4 separate regions of the Mus musculus genome follow, and all the other regions are linked to region 4. The links are chromatin contacts, called in public Hi-C and HiChIP or PLAC-seq maps. All regions are on one chromosome and are shown on one strand. The core of a region is the stretch at or near the end of the contact, and the rest is flanking DNA. Distances in the headings are between cores, read along the strand shown.

Region 1 (2,700 bases), core at 92-2,591, 90 kb before region 4:
TTCTCCATCCATGCTGGACTGTTGTCTGGCTTGATCTTCTGCAGGTCTTGTGCAGGGAAGCACAGCTGTTGTGAGTTCACAAATACAATGGCTTTGTCTCTACATCACTATCCTGCAACAGTCCTCCCAGACTTCTGGCTGTTACAATGTTTCCTGAGTCTTGTGGGGAATGGGGTGACATAGGTGCTCATGGCTTGGCCCTCCACAATCATTTTTTCTCTGAACATTGACTAGTTGTGAGTCTCTGTGTTACCATAAGAAGCTCCTAATGGATGCTGAGAGCTTCACTAGTCTATGTATGTAGAGAAACATATTAAGAAGGGAATTTGATGTTAGGTCCATTTAGCAATACAGCATAGACTCTTGGCCAGGTTTACAGTGCCAGATATAAGTTCTCTCCTTTAAGGCACAGTCGGTAAAGGTTATCAGAAAGCTGACAGTTGCCCTTACAAGTACAAGCCATTACTTCACCAATTGGCATATTTTTCCAGGTCAGTCACACTGTAGCTGGTAGGAATCATAGATAAACAAGAATCTTGCTGGCCTCTCCCCCTGACCCCAACAGCCTGTGTATCACCTTCCAGCACTGAGAAAGCTAGCTAGAAAGGCAGATGCTTTTAGGTCAGTATTGGCTTGATGGTTTCTTGTTTTTTGTTTTTTGTTTTTTGTTTTTTTTTTTCATTTTCTGTGACCAGTGTGTGTCATGTACAGACTACTTCTAGGCAATATCATAAAACCACAAATCTGGAACACTGTGTAGTACAAAACTGCAGTCATATACAAGCATGCCTTCCCATGCAATAAAGCAAATGCAAGAAATAAGCTCTGAAGCTAACGGCAGCCTCTGCTCCCACCCACCTCTTCCCAATCTGAAGTTTCGCATGCAGCTTTAATGGGAGATTTATGATATTGTATTGTGTATACAATTACATTCCATTGTACATTTCCTGTGAATTCATACTTTCAATGGAAGAAATTCACCCTTATTTTCAAAAGCAGGTGACTCATGATACATTTCACTTATTAAATAAAGGTGCAAAATTGTTCTCTCTCTATAGTTAAGCATATCCCAACCACATCAAACCCCAACTAACAATCATACTTAGATTTTTAAACACAAGAAAGTATGGTGGGCTTAGGCCCATTCCTGATGACCTTAAAGGCTCTCAGTGATATTAAAGTTGATCCCTTTAATCTGGGATACAGAAAAAAAGTGCTGTCTGGCTCCATTGCAGATTGAGAAATTGGAAAAGGAAGGACAAGGGATTGCTCAATCCAATGAGCAGAACTGTAAAAAGGAATCAAAGATCTCTGATTCATTGTCTGGTCTTTTCTAGAGGTAGACCGCACTGCAGTGTTTAACTCACAGTCGGATGCTGTAAACACAACTAACCACAGGACATGCAGCGATTTGAGGAAGCATAAATATAAAGTGCATCCTCTCGAGCAAGTGCTAAGCATGTCCCAGACTTGTGGTGGCCTCTTAACATTGTTATAACATGTGCATTAGGAAAGGGCCACCGGGAACAGCACTGATACCATCTTGAAGGTAAACGAAAACTGATGTTTTGGGGTAACTGGCTATTTCCAAAGAGAGAAGAAAACAAAGAACTAAAGAAACGCAAAGCAAATTAAAATAAAAGGAGAAAACAAGTCTCTAAAGACGTAAGATACTTTTTGATAAAGCCTGTCATTACAGTTTTTATTCTGCGAAGTCAGAACCCTGTCAAGGACTTGGGTCCTTGTAGCTGATTGTTGGGGGCATCCAGAGCATTAATGTGAGGCATGGGAGAGGTCAAACAATGAGAACTATTAGTATGATACGTAATTAGTGTTAGTCAGTGACGTGCGTGTGTCTTAAGAATGGCCATAATGGGTAACATCATTTCCATGCCCTTGGGATTACTAAGGGTCACACCATGCCTCCAAATCTCATGCAGGGTCTGGGGCCATCCATCCTTTTGCCAAGTTTATGAGGTTTCAAGGGGTATTAACTTTCATCCTTTCCTGTATATCTTGCACACGAGTTAAGTAGACCTTAGTGCCTTGGGGAGATTGACACAGAGTGTAGAAACATGCTTATTGTTTGATGGGCAAGAACCCATGTGGCATGAACCTGAGGTTGGCTACAGCTCTTCATTATAGCTATGATGGAGATTAAGCATAAATTGGGGTGTGGAACCAAAAAAAATAGCAGTAAGTGAGTAATCACAGTTCCCACTCGCCTTCACTGGGTATCTAATCTAACCTGCATTTGCTTGACCACTGAATCTACTGAAACAAGCTATTGCTACTACTGATGAACCCCTGAACCTCCATCAATACTGTGTCTCTCTGTCCTTAGTACCTATGCTATAGTTTCATTATCTTGGGTTAGAAGTTGAGCTGATTTAATTTGCTCAACTAGCAGAACATTTTAGACTTTCAACTTTGCATCATTTGAGCATCGAGCTACCTTGCACCTGTCTGCACAGAGTAACTGAAAAGTGTCCACTTGCTATTTTCAAAAAATAGTACAGCAGCATTTGAAGACCCAGAAAGCTCCAGTGTTCCATCATGTGCAATGTCAGTTAGGGTCTAAGATGTTAGCTTGTAGAGTGACTCCTTTATTTTTATGCTGGTCTAGCAGCACTAGGGGGTGGGGATCAAGGTCACCAGCAGCAGTTGTTGCTTTATGGACAGTAGAATACTTCTTCTGTG
Region 2 (2,700 bases), core at 28-2,527, 89 kb after region 4:
GCCATTTTAATGGAAGAGTTTTATAGAGACAGGATGAAGAGAGAATGAGGTAGACATAGGTGAACACAGAATGAACCAGAGAATGAGAAGGAGCCAGAAGGTTAGAACATAGTAGGAAGGTTAGTATGAGGCCAAGCAGAACAATTCAGTCAGAAACTGAGAGGAGCCAATTTGAATCAGTCAGCTTGAAGAAGAGTTTGAGTCAGAACAGCTGAGTTGAACCAGCCTGCCACAGTTTGGAAAAAACTAGAAAGCCAGTAAGTCTCAGAGGCTGAAAGCATTCTAGGTCTAGATTGAATTGAACAGAGGCTAGAAGCTTATAGGTTATAGGTTAGCAGACAGAGGCAACAAGCCTCAGAGATAACAATTAACTCAAAAGAGTAAAAAATACTTTTACAGTTGCCATATGTTTTGGCAAATATAATGACAAAAGAAAAAAATTGGACCTGTAGGATTCCAAGACAGCAAATTCATGGACCACAGACAAAGAAACAGACAGAATGCAAACATAATGACGTTCATAGAAACCATAAGTTTTTCATTTTCTGATATTTTAATTACTGGACAGATTTTGGGGGGTTAGTTTTCATAAGTGACTACATGCAATCCTGAATTGGCCATATGGAAGAGAGTAAAAGAATCCCCTGGGAATGTTACAGTAAGAAACCAGAACGTAGGAAGAAGAGTTATCGGATCATTGGGTGGTTGCCATTAGCATGAAACTTCTAGAATTTCATCTTCATAAACACCACTTGAGTCATCTGCACTGTGAGATCTAAATATCCTGCAGTTCTCTGTCCTTCATATTTTAACTACCATTTATTTCTTTATGCCCTTGCTTTGCTCCAGCCTTGCTTGGTCTCCACGGTCTATCAACTCAGTCTTTCCCTTGCCCCTTTCTTTGAATTAAACTTTCTGTCAGAGCCCGGCTCCAGATAACTGAACCGCACCTTAGCTCCCTGGATGCAGGAGATGTCTCCTGGCCACACTACATCCCCCAACACGTAGACTGTCTATGCCTCATATCTCCCCCATATCATATCTCATGCCAATGTGCTCACTCTGCCAACATTTTATTTCTTCCCAAATGAAGTAATAAAGCCATCAAGATTAAGATAAGCATTTTACAAAGACACAGTAAATAAAGCTGTCAAAGAAGTGCACACTTACTTAACTGTGTTTGCATCCCTCCTTTTGTCATCTGTAAACCAGCCTGGCCTGTTATCACTCACCTCAGCTCTTTATTTGGCGTATCCACACTCAGACTTCTCATCTGTCATTTTGAACTTCCTGTGTGAAATGGCGGCTGAACCGCCTACCTTCTCAAGAACTAAAGTCTTGTGCACTCAGTTAAAGGTTTCTAGCTGATTCACCATGTTTTGCAGTATAGCAATACTGAAGTTCATGTAGCAAGATGTATATTATTTAGCTGTAAGTTGTTTTACTCCCCTTTGCATTGCACACTCCCTGTAGAACAGTTAAGGTATTATATTGACTTTCACAAAATTAAGCACACATACAGATCATACTGCTTCTGTATTTCATTCCTGGATATTAAAGAGTAATACAAAATATGTGTAATATTAAGGAGGGACTTAGATCGTGTGCTTGTAGAGAATAGAGATAATCCAAGTTCTCCATCAAATACGAAGGGGCAGATATTCTCCAAGATGGCAATGCTGTTGACAGTTGCAGTGTGGGACAAGGATGTCAAATGACTTCCATCCATGCCTCTTTATTCACAGTAGATTGCTATAATAGCATTCGAGTTCTTGAAGTATTAATTAAAAAATTTAAGAAGAAAAAAAGTTATTGACCATGAATTTTTCTTCTAAAGAAAAATGTGAGTCACAGTTGGATTCTCTGAAAGCACATTCATGAAATTTTAGTCCAAAGTGGATTCCCTGAACTCACTTCCATTCTTGATTTCTTCAAGATGTCTACCACTTATGTCTTGATCATTGTGAAAATAATGTGCCTGCTCACTGCACAGCTATATCACTGCACAGTTGAGTTTATAACATTTAGTTTTTGTTGGTTGTTCAATTAAGTCTCCCAACAAGGTGTCATGTAGTTCTGTACCAAATGTACACAAACACTCCTGGGGTGGGCATGTCTTCACTTTCTGTAGAATAATCAGATCCCATGGATTTCATACCATCAAACATTACATAGGGAGAGCTGCAAAACAACAGCATTTCAAATTTTAACATATGAATGTGACAGAGTCCACTAAAAAGAAGTCACCAACAAAGCCAGACTTTGAATGGAGATGCGTTTTGCTTATTAAGAACAAGTCGTATTGCTTGGGAACCTGACACAGAGATGAACACGGTAGCCATGTTAAAAACAGTTTCAAACAATGACTTGTGTAAGGTGACCTCAGAGTACTTTTGCATCTCTCCTCCCGAGAACCTGTAACTGTGTTTGCTTACCCTCAAGTGGATTGTGTTGTGTCTATATTCAGTTATATGAGCATTTCCCACAGATGCTGTCAGCAAAATTGGTGCCAGTATCGTAGCATGAGTCACAAGGCTCTGCCTTAAACTACTTGGCTATATGCCTGATTCATTGCAACACATATCTCCACTACGCAGAATAATTTAGTACCCTCTGAATATTAGGTGCTAGAAGTAAGGAATAAATACGAGGATCTCTGTCTATGTGTTGAAGAAATTGCCTGGTTTTAAAAGAAAACTA
Region 3 (2,700 bases), core at 47-2,546, 72 kb after region 4:
TACACTGGGGCATAGAGCCTTCACAGGACCAAGGGCCTCTCCTCCCACTGATGACCAACTAGGCCATCCTCTGCCACATATATAGCTGGAGCTATGAGTCCCACCATGTGTACTCTTTGGTTGGTGGTTTAGTCCCAGGGAGCTCTGGGGTTACTGGTTAGTTCATATTGTTGTTTCTCCTATGAAGCTGTAAATCCCTTCAGCTCCTTTGGTCCTTTCTCTAGCTCCTTCACTGGGGACCCTGGGCTCAGTCCAATGGATGGCTATGAGCATCCACTTCTGTATTTGTCAGGCACTGGCAGAGCCTCTCAGGGGACAGCTATATCAGGCTCCTTTCAGCAAGCACTTGTCATCCACAATAGTGTCTGGGTTTGGTGGTTGTATATGGGATGGATCCCCAGGTGGGGCAGTCTCTGGATGGTCCTTCCTTCATTCTCTGCTCCACACTTTGTCTCTGTAACTCCCTCCATGAATATTTTGTTCCCCCTTCTAGGAAGGCTCAAAGTATCCATACTTTGGTCTTCCTTCTTCTTGAGTTTCATGTGGTTTGTGAATTGTATCTTGGGTATTCCAAGCTTCTGGGCTAATATCCACTTATCAGTGAGTGCATATCATGTGTGTTCTTCTGTAAATTGGGTTACCTCACTCAGGATGACTTCCTCCAGATCCATCCATTCGCCTAGGAATTTCATAAATTCATTGTTTTTAATAGCTGAGTAGTACTTCATTGTATAAATGTATCACATTTTCTGTACCATTCCTCTGTTGAGGGACATCTGGGTTTTTTCCAGCTTCTGGCTATTATAAATAAGGCTGCTATGAGCATAGTGGAACATGTGTCCTTATTACCTGTTGGAGCATCTTCTGGGTATATGCCCAGGATTGGTATTGCTGGGTCCTCAGGTAGTACTATGTCCAATCTGAGGATCTGCCAAACTGATTTCCAGAGTGGTTCTGATAAACTTCTTAACTGCTCAAATACCTTGTACATGCCCACAAGTCCAAATAAACCTCAAATAGTGAAGTCTTTTTAGTAGTAAAAGTTGATAATGAAATAAAATTATTTCATTCGACTTCTCTCCCTGAATGTAAACTAGCCACACCAGAGAGCGCTGACTTGCTCAGCTGGTCCATGACTTTGCAAAAGCCACCCAATTCCCACCTTCTAAAGTAGGCGATCTGTTCTTTACCGATTCTTACGAGTCCTCAGTGACGCATTACATGAGGAACCTCCACACTACAGTCTTATTTGGAGAAATGGCCTAGGTCAATGACTTCATCCTTAAACTTCCTCAATCAAATCCTGTGTGGAAAGTTGTGGTTTCTCAAAGTATTAGCCATGATGTGTTTGCAGTATGTCTTCCCTTGTAGATTTAAAAAGAAAAAAAAAAAGTTACATTTTGTATATTTACAGTCAAACTTCAAGTGTGTGTTACTTTAAAATCGGTGAGCTAGGCTGAACAGGTTGCTCTTGAGGACGGTGGCATGTCACCAGTGTGGGCTATAGTGACCCCCTAACTGCCTTCAACGTGACCCCAGTGTTCACTTCAGCTGACATCTGTCTGCTCATGTCATATTCTTGCATTTTGCTTTGTGGACCCAAATTATTTGCCCAGTCCTAAGACAGATAAATAAATGTAAAAGACTCTAAAGTGCAGGGGGCCAAGATAGGGCCGGTGTGCTCACTCTCTCGCACCACCCAGCCAGCTACTGCTGCTGCGGCTAGAAAGGCATATAGAGAGCAGCTATGGGTGTTGCCTCTCACCCTCCCCATCCCGGCCTATAAGGTTCCACCAAGTTCCTACGTTTCTTCTCTTTCTGCTTTGCCTTTAAGGTATACAAAAAGCAACACATCCTGCCTTCTAGCAACACCAGCCAAGAAAAGCAAGCAGGGAAGGGGCAGAGTGGGACAGGGACCTACCTGTTAGAACAGAAAGCCACAGACAGCCTCAGTGTGGCAGAGCAGGCCTCTCCCCGACTCCACCTAGGCAACTCCCTCCCCTGGCCCCCAGGCAAGGACAATAGATAAGATCTCGCTGCTGAAATTTCAGAATAAACACACCTAAAACCCTTAACCCCAAAAATTTCAGACTTCATTTAACTGCTTGTTCTTCTCCCTAACAGGAACAGCTAAAATGATGTTCATGCCTTTTAACCCAAAACTCCCATGCTTCTTTATTTAAATGTTTGTTTTTCTCCCTAAGAGGAATACCTGAAACAATGTTCCTGCCTTCAAAAAAATTGCCTTAAAATTTTTCAATTGGTTTAAAATTTCTTTTAAACTTCAAAGATCATATTGAATCTACTCCCACAGGTCAAACCAACTATGTCAATAACCATTATTGGATCCTTAACTAACAACCAGTTTCCTTTTACAGACAAGCTGTTACTGCCTATCCCAGATACATAATTAACATGTTATTTCTTCCTCGGCTCTTCCCTTTGCTTTCTTTAATACGTACAACACTTAATGGATTCCTTCCAGGTCTAACTTCCTCAAATACCCTGGCCTTTTTTCTAGGACCATAACAACAGACCACCCAGTGTGCACCCAAGCAAACTGTTACAGGCTTAACATACATTACCTACCCCATACAGACACCCCCACCCCTGCTGGGGTTCTGCCCCCCTATTGTGATTACTCAATAGGTTTATCTCTACAAAAGGGAAAAGGACAGCACAGGCCAGACACAGAAGTCC
Region 4 (2,700 bases), core at 87-2,586:
TTTTCATACGGTTTCTTGAAAGGATCAACATATTAGCATTATGTATTCACTCTAATCTCTTATTATTTTAATTTTTATGATAATCTTGAGAAAATTGAATCAAAGTTTGATTTAGGTGCTTATTTTCAAAGGCAACTCACTATGTTGAGCCCCCTTCCTGTTTTTTTGACAAAGCTAATTACAACACAAAACCGAAGTGTAACCAGGAGACTATGTAATTAAGTATATATGCAAATATTCATCAGCTGCCGTACAACCAGTAACACCAAGCAAATTCAGTTCTTAGACCAAACCTCCCATCAAAAATACTTAAAGTTTTGGAGATGTTTCCTTACTCATGACACATTTTTTGGCTTCATTACAAAAATAGCTTGACTTTATGACAACTTGGTTCAATGCATTTATTTAAATCTTGAAGGATAATATAAACATCGGAAGATTGCAGTTACATTAAAAGTAGACAAGATTCCAGGAGTCTTGTAACACAATTGACATTTAGGCAGCTGATACCTAACTCTCCAGGATTTTCTTGATTACTTTCTTATATAGGGGTGCTTGCCGGTCCAGGCAAATTTTCCTCCCATTCTTCAGGGTGGCTCTGTCAGAGGGGAAAGAGGGGAAAGGGAAGGAATTGCTTTACAGATCCTTGGTTGGAAGAAGGGAAGAGATGGGAAGGAACAGGTAGCAGAGGAGAGGACGGGCCTGGGGGATGTGGGCAGGACTCACATGAGCTGGGGAACCGCACAGTGGCGTCCTGCCTTGATCACCTCCAGGCTGGTGATGTGCTTAAGATGGATCCCAGAGGAGATGGTCTTCACACACACACAGCTAAGATCTCCATCGCTTTCTTCGGGACCAGCTGAGGGTAAACGGGGAGAAGAAGAGGGGAGTAGAAGAGATAGCGATGACCCTATCATCTGCCGGTGTGGTACCTCTGGACCTTTCCACAGGCTTGGTTACAGCATCGCCTTCCCCTCGGAAGGCAGGTGGAAAGCCCATACAATATGACCCGATGTCATCAGAGTTCACCTCCCCGCACCTGAGGCTCCTGAACTGTCTTCCTGTCCCTAGCATCCCTTCACCCAATCTCACCGCTGGTGACAGCAACCACCGCTGGCAGAAACAACAGGCCCAGAAGCAGCAGCTCAGGACTGGGCCGGAGGCCTCGAAACACCGCAGCGACGCTCATGTCAAGAGGGTGCCACTGGACCCAAAGATAAAGTTCTACCTTGAGGAAATGGGTCTAGGGCTCTTAAGTGCAGGCCAGCAGCTCCTGGGACTTCCCAAGCACGTTTTATCTTCACTGCCTGCCCAGTCCGGAAACCCAGGATACAGGATGAGGAAGTGCTCTGCAGAAGCAATGACACTTGTGGAACAGTAATTGGGATCTGGCCAGCCAAGATTAAAATAAAACAGAGCAGAAAAAAAAAAAAAAAAAAGCTGAGGCCAGCTGTCTTGACTAGTAGCTGGCAGCAGGATCCACATCTCCAATGTGAATTGATATCAACAATTACAGAGTGAGAAACAGTAGGACTTGGAATTTAGCAAAAGGTATGCTGTATGGGGCAGAGAACTTTCTGAGATCGCCATCGGGTTTGCAGAACACACACCTTCAGTATCAATGTGTTGCCTTCTTGGCTTCCAGTCACGTAACTCCAAAGCCACTGTCACTCTTCCTGCCGATTGTGGTGAGGCTGACCGCTGTGGGGTTGGAGATGTGGGGTTGGAAATTTATTTTCTGCCACTAAAAAGATGAAAGTTAATGTCTAGGCGATGACTTCTGACTTTCACCCTCATCCGGAAGCTCTCCCGAGCCTCTTGCATGAAATTCTGGAGGCTCTTCTGACTGCAGTCCAAGCTACTGCAGGAAGCAGGGTCTGCTGTCCCCACGACTCTTTAGAAAAATCACCGAAGTAGTGAATGCATTCCTTTGGTAAAATCTTTGAGTCTAGCTATTTCTCTACTCAGCTCTATCCTGGTAAAGACTAGATAAAAGAGTTTTCTGGAACAGTTGGAGATCTCTTTATTAATTTATGCCGTATATGGTGATAATTATGTGCCCCTGTATCTGTCCCTCATGTGTAGTGATACAGTCAAGCATAATTCCCTGGGACATACATTTCTGAATACTCAGCATAGACTACAATGGCTACTGCAAACCATGCTATAAATCCTATGCGTTTAGGGAACTGAAACTTGAGGCCCCTGCTGAGTCAGCAAAAAAACAAAAACCAAAAAACAAAAAAGAATGGATAAGAGGATTTGAATCTGGACAGCAAGGGACTCTTCTGTGCAGCCTTGGCCAAAGATTTCAGCATTTGCAGAGTCAAGGAATTCAGGCAATGACGTCAGGCAAGGCAGCCTTTCTCTCCATTTAAAGAAAAGAATCCAGTTCAGGTGCACAAGAGTAAAAGATGCTCTCACCTCAAGAAGAAGAAGCACAGTGTAATGAGTGCCACAGTAAGATCCAGGCTTGTTGGCTTTCAGAGAGAGACTGCCTCAGAGAGGCACGGCTGGTTTTAATAATTGGAGCGAAGCTAATGAAAATGGCTAGAGACTCTGTTCACTGCTTTATCACATGTTTATGGACATTTACATAGTTATTACTGAATTAAGTGTTCATTTTATGGATAAAATATCCACAGGCCTGACCCTCTGGTGGTAGAGATAGAGAAGGAAACTCTCCTCCATGCTGAGTTT

The links. Hi-C and Micro-C count contacts between places; a contact is called where the count stands out from the background. HiChIP or PLAC-seq counts read pairs in DNA pulled down with a chosen protein or histone mark.
Region 1: an H3K4me3 HiChIP or PLAC-seq map of bone marrow-derived macrophages shows a contact between it and region 4, with 3 times the contacts expected there. The contact joins the enhancer-like site here to the promoter of Pf4 in region 4. A contact is called at or near these places in 7 of 39 promoter capture datasets (the 3T3-L1 cell line, 3T3-L1-derived adipocytes, liver and 2 more), 1 of 15 datasets of contacts at CTCF or cohesin (the NIH/3T3 cell line), 7 of 484 Hi-C or Micro-C datasets (the 3T3-L1 cell line, the AML12 cell line, the C2C12 cell line and 3 more), 4 of 115 datasets of contacts at active chromatin or transcription factors (bone marrow-derived macrophages, embryonic fibroblasts, fibro-adipogenic progenitors and 1 more) and 4 of 9 other capture datasets (adipose tissue, bone marrow-derived macrophages, liver and 1 more).
Region 2: a contact with region 4 is called in an H3K27ac HiChIP or PLAC-seq map of embryonic fibroblasts, with 29 read pairs. The contact joins the enhancer-like site here to the promoter of Pf4 in region 4. A contact is called at or near these places in 16 of 39 promoter capture datasets (the 3T3-L1 cell line, 3T3-L1-derived adipocytes, the C10 cell line and 11 more), 1 of 15 datasets of contacts at CTCF or cohesin (the G1E-ER4 cell line), 25 of 484 Hi-C or Micro-C datasets (the 3T3-L1 cell line, 3T3-L1-derived adipocytes, the C2C12 cell line and 17 more), 12 of 115 datasets of contacts at active chromatin or transcription factors (the HPC-7 cell line, the NIH/3T3 cell line, bone marrow-derived dendritic cells and 9 more) and 2 of 9 other capture datasets (adipose tissue and bone marrow-derived macrophages).
Region 3: a Hi-C map of bone marrow-derived macrophages shows a contact between it and region 4, with 3 times the contacts expected there. The contact joins the enhancer-like site here to the promoter of Pf4 in region 4. A contact is called at or near these places in 8 of 39 promoter capture datasets (the 3T3-L1 cell line, the C10 cell line, the HPC-7 cell line and 4 more), 11 of 484 Hi-C or Micro-C datasets (the 3T3-L1 cell line, the HL-1 cell line, bone marrow-derived dendritic cells and 6 more), 7 of 115 datasets of contacts at active chromatin or transcription factors (the HPC-7 cell line, bone marrow-derived dendritic cells, bone marrow-derived macrophages and 4 more) and 4 of 9 other capture datasets (adipose tissue, bone marrow-derived macrophages, liver and 1 more).

What each region holds. Positions count from the first base shown.
Region 1 is chr5:90,860,737-90,863,436 of GRCm38.p6, reverse strand. No RefSeq gene overlaps it. Among named protein-coding and RNA genes, the nearest start is that of Cxcl1, 29 kb to the left of the region's middle. Within about 2 kb of position 1,341, at least 8 of the 459 cell types and tissues checked have an H3K27ac peak or open chromatin away from gene starts, as enhancers often do. A contact at or near this core is called in the HL-1 cell line and bone marrow-derived macrophages, where this site is marked.
Region 2 is chr5:90,681,883-90,684,582 of GRCm38.p6, reverse strand. No RefSeq gene overlaps it. Among named protein-coding and RNA genes, the nearest start is that of Gm36084, 32 kb to the left of the region's middle. Within about 2 kb of position 1,277, at least 32 of the 459 cell types and tissues checked have an H3K27ac peak or open chromatin away from gene starts, as enhancers often do. A contact at or near this core is called in the C2C12 cell line, the G1E-ER4 cell line, the HPC-7 cell line and 5 more, where this site is marked.
Region 3 is chr5:90,698,942-90,701,641 of GRCm38.p6, reverse strand. No RefSeq gene overlaps it. Among named protein-coding and RNA genes, the nearest start is that of Gm36084, 15 kb to the left of the region's middle. Within about 2 kb of position 1,296, at least 21 of the 459 cell types and tissues checked have an H3K27ac peak or open chromatin away from gene starts, as enhancers often do. A contact at or near this core is called in bone marrow-derived macrophages and granulocyte-monocyte progenitors, where this site is marked.
Region 4 is chr5:90,771,071-90,773,770 of GRCm38.p6, reverse strand. It overlaps Pf4 (platelet factor 4), which reads right to left and starts at 1,336. Exons shown (of 3, transcript NM_019932.4): 1 at 1,093-1,336; 2 at 727-859; 3 at 388-598. The coding sequence starts at 1,189. The coding sequence ends at 511.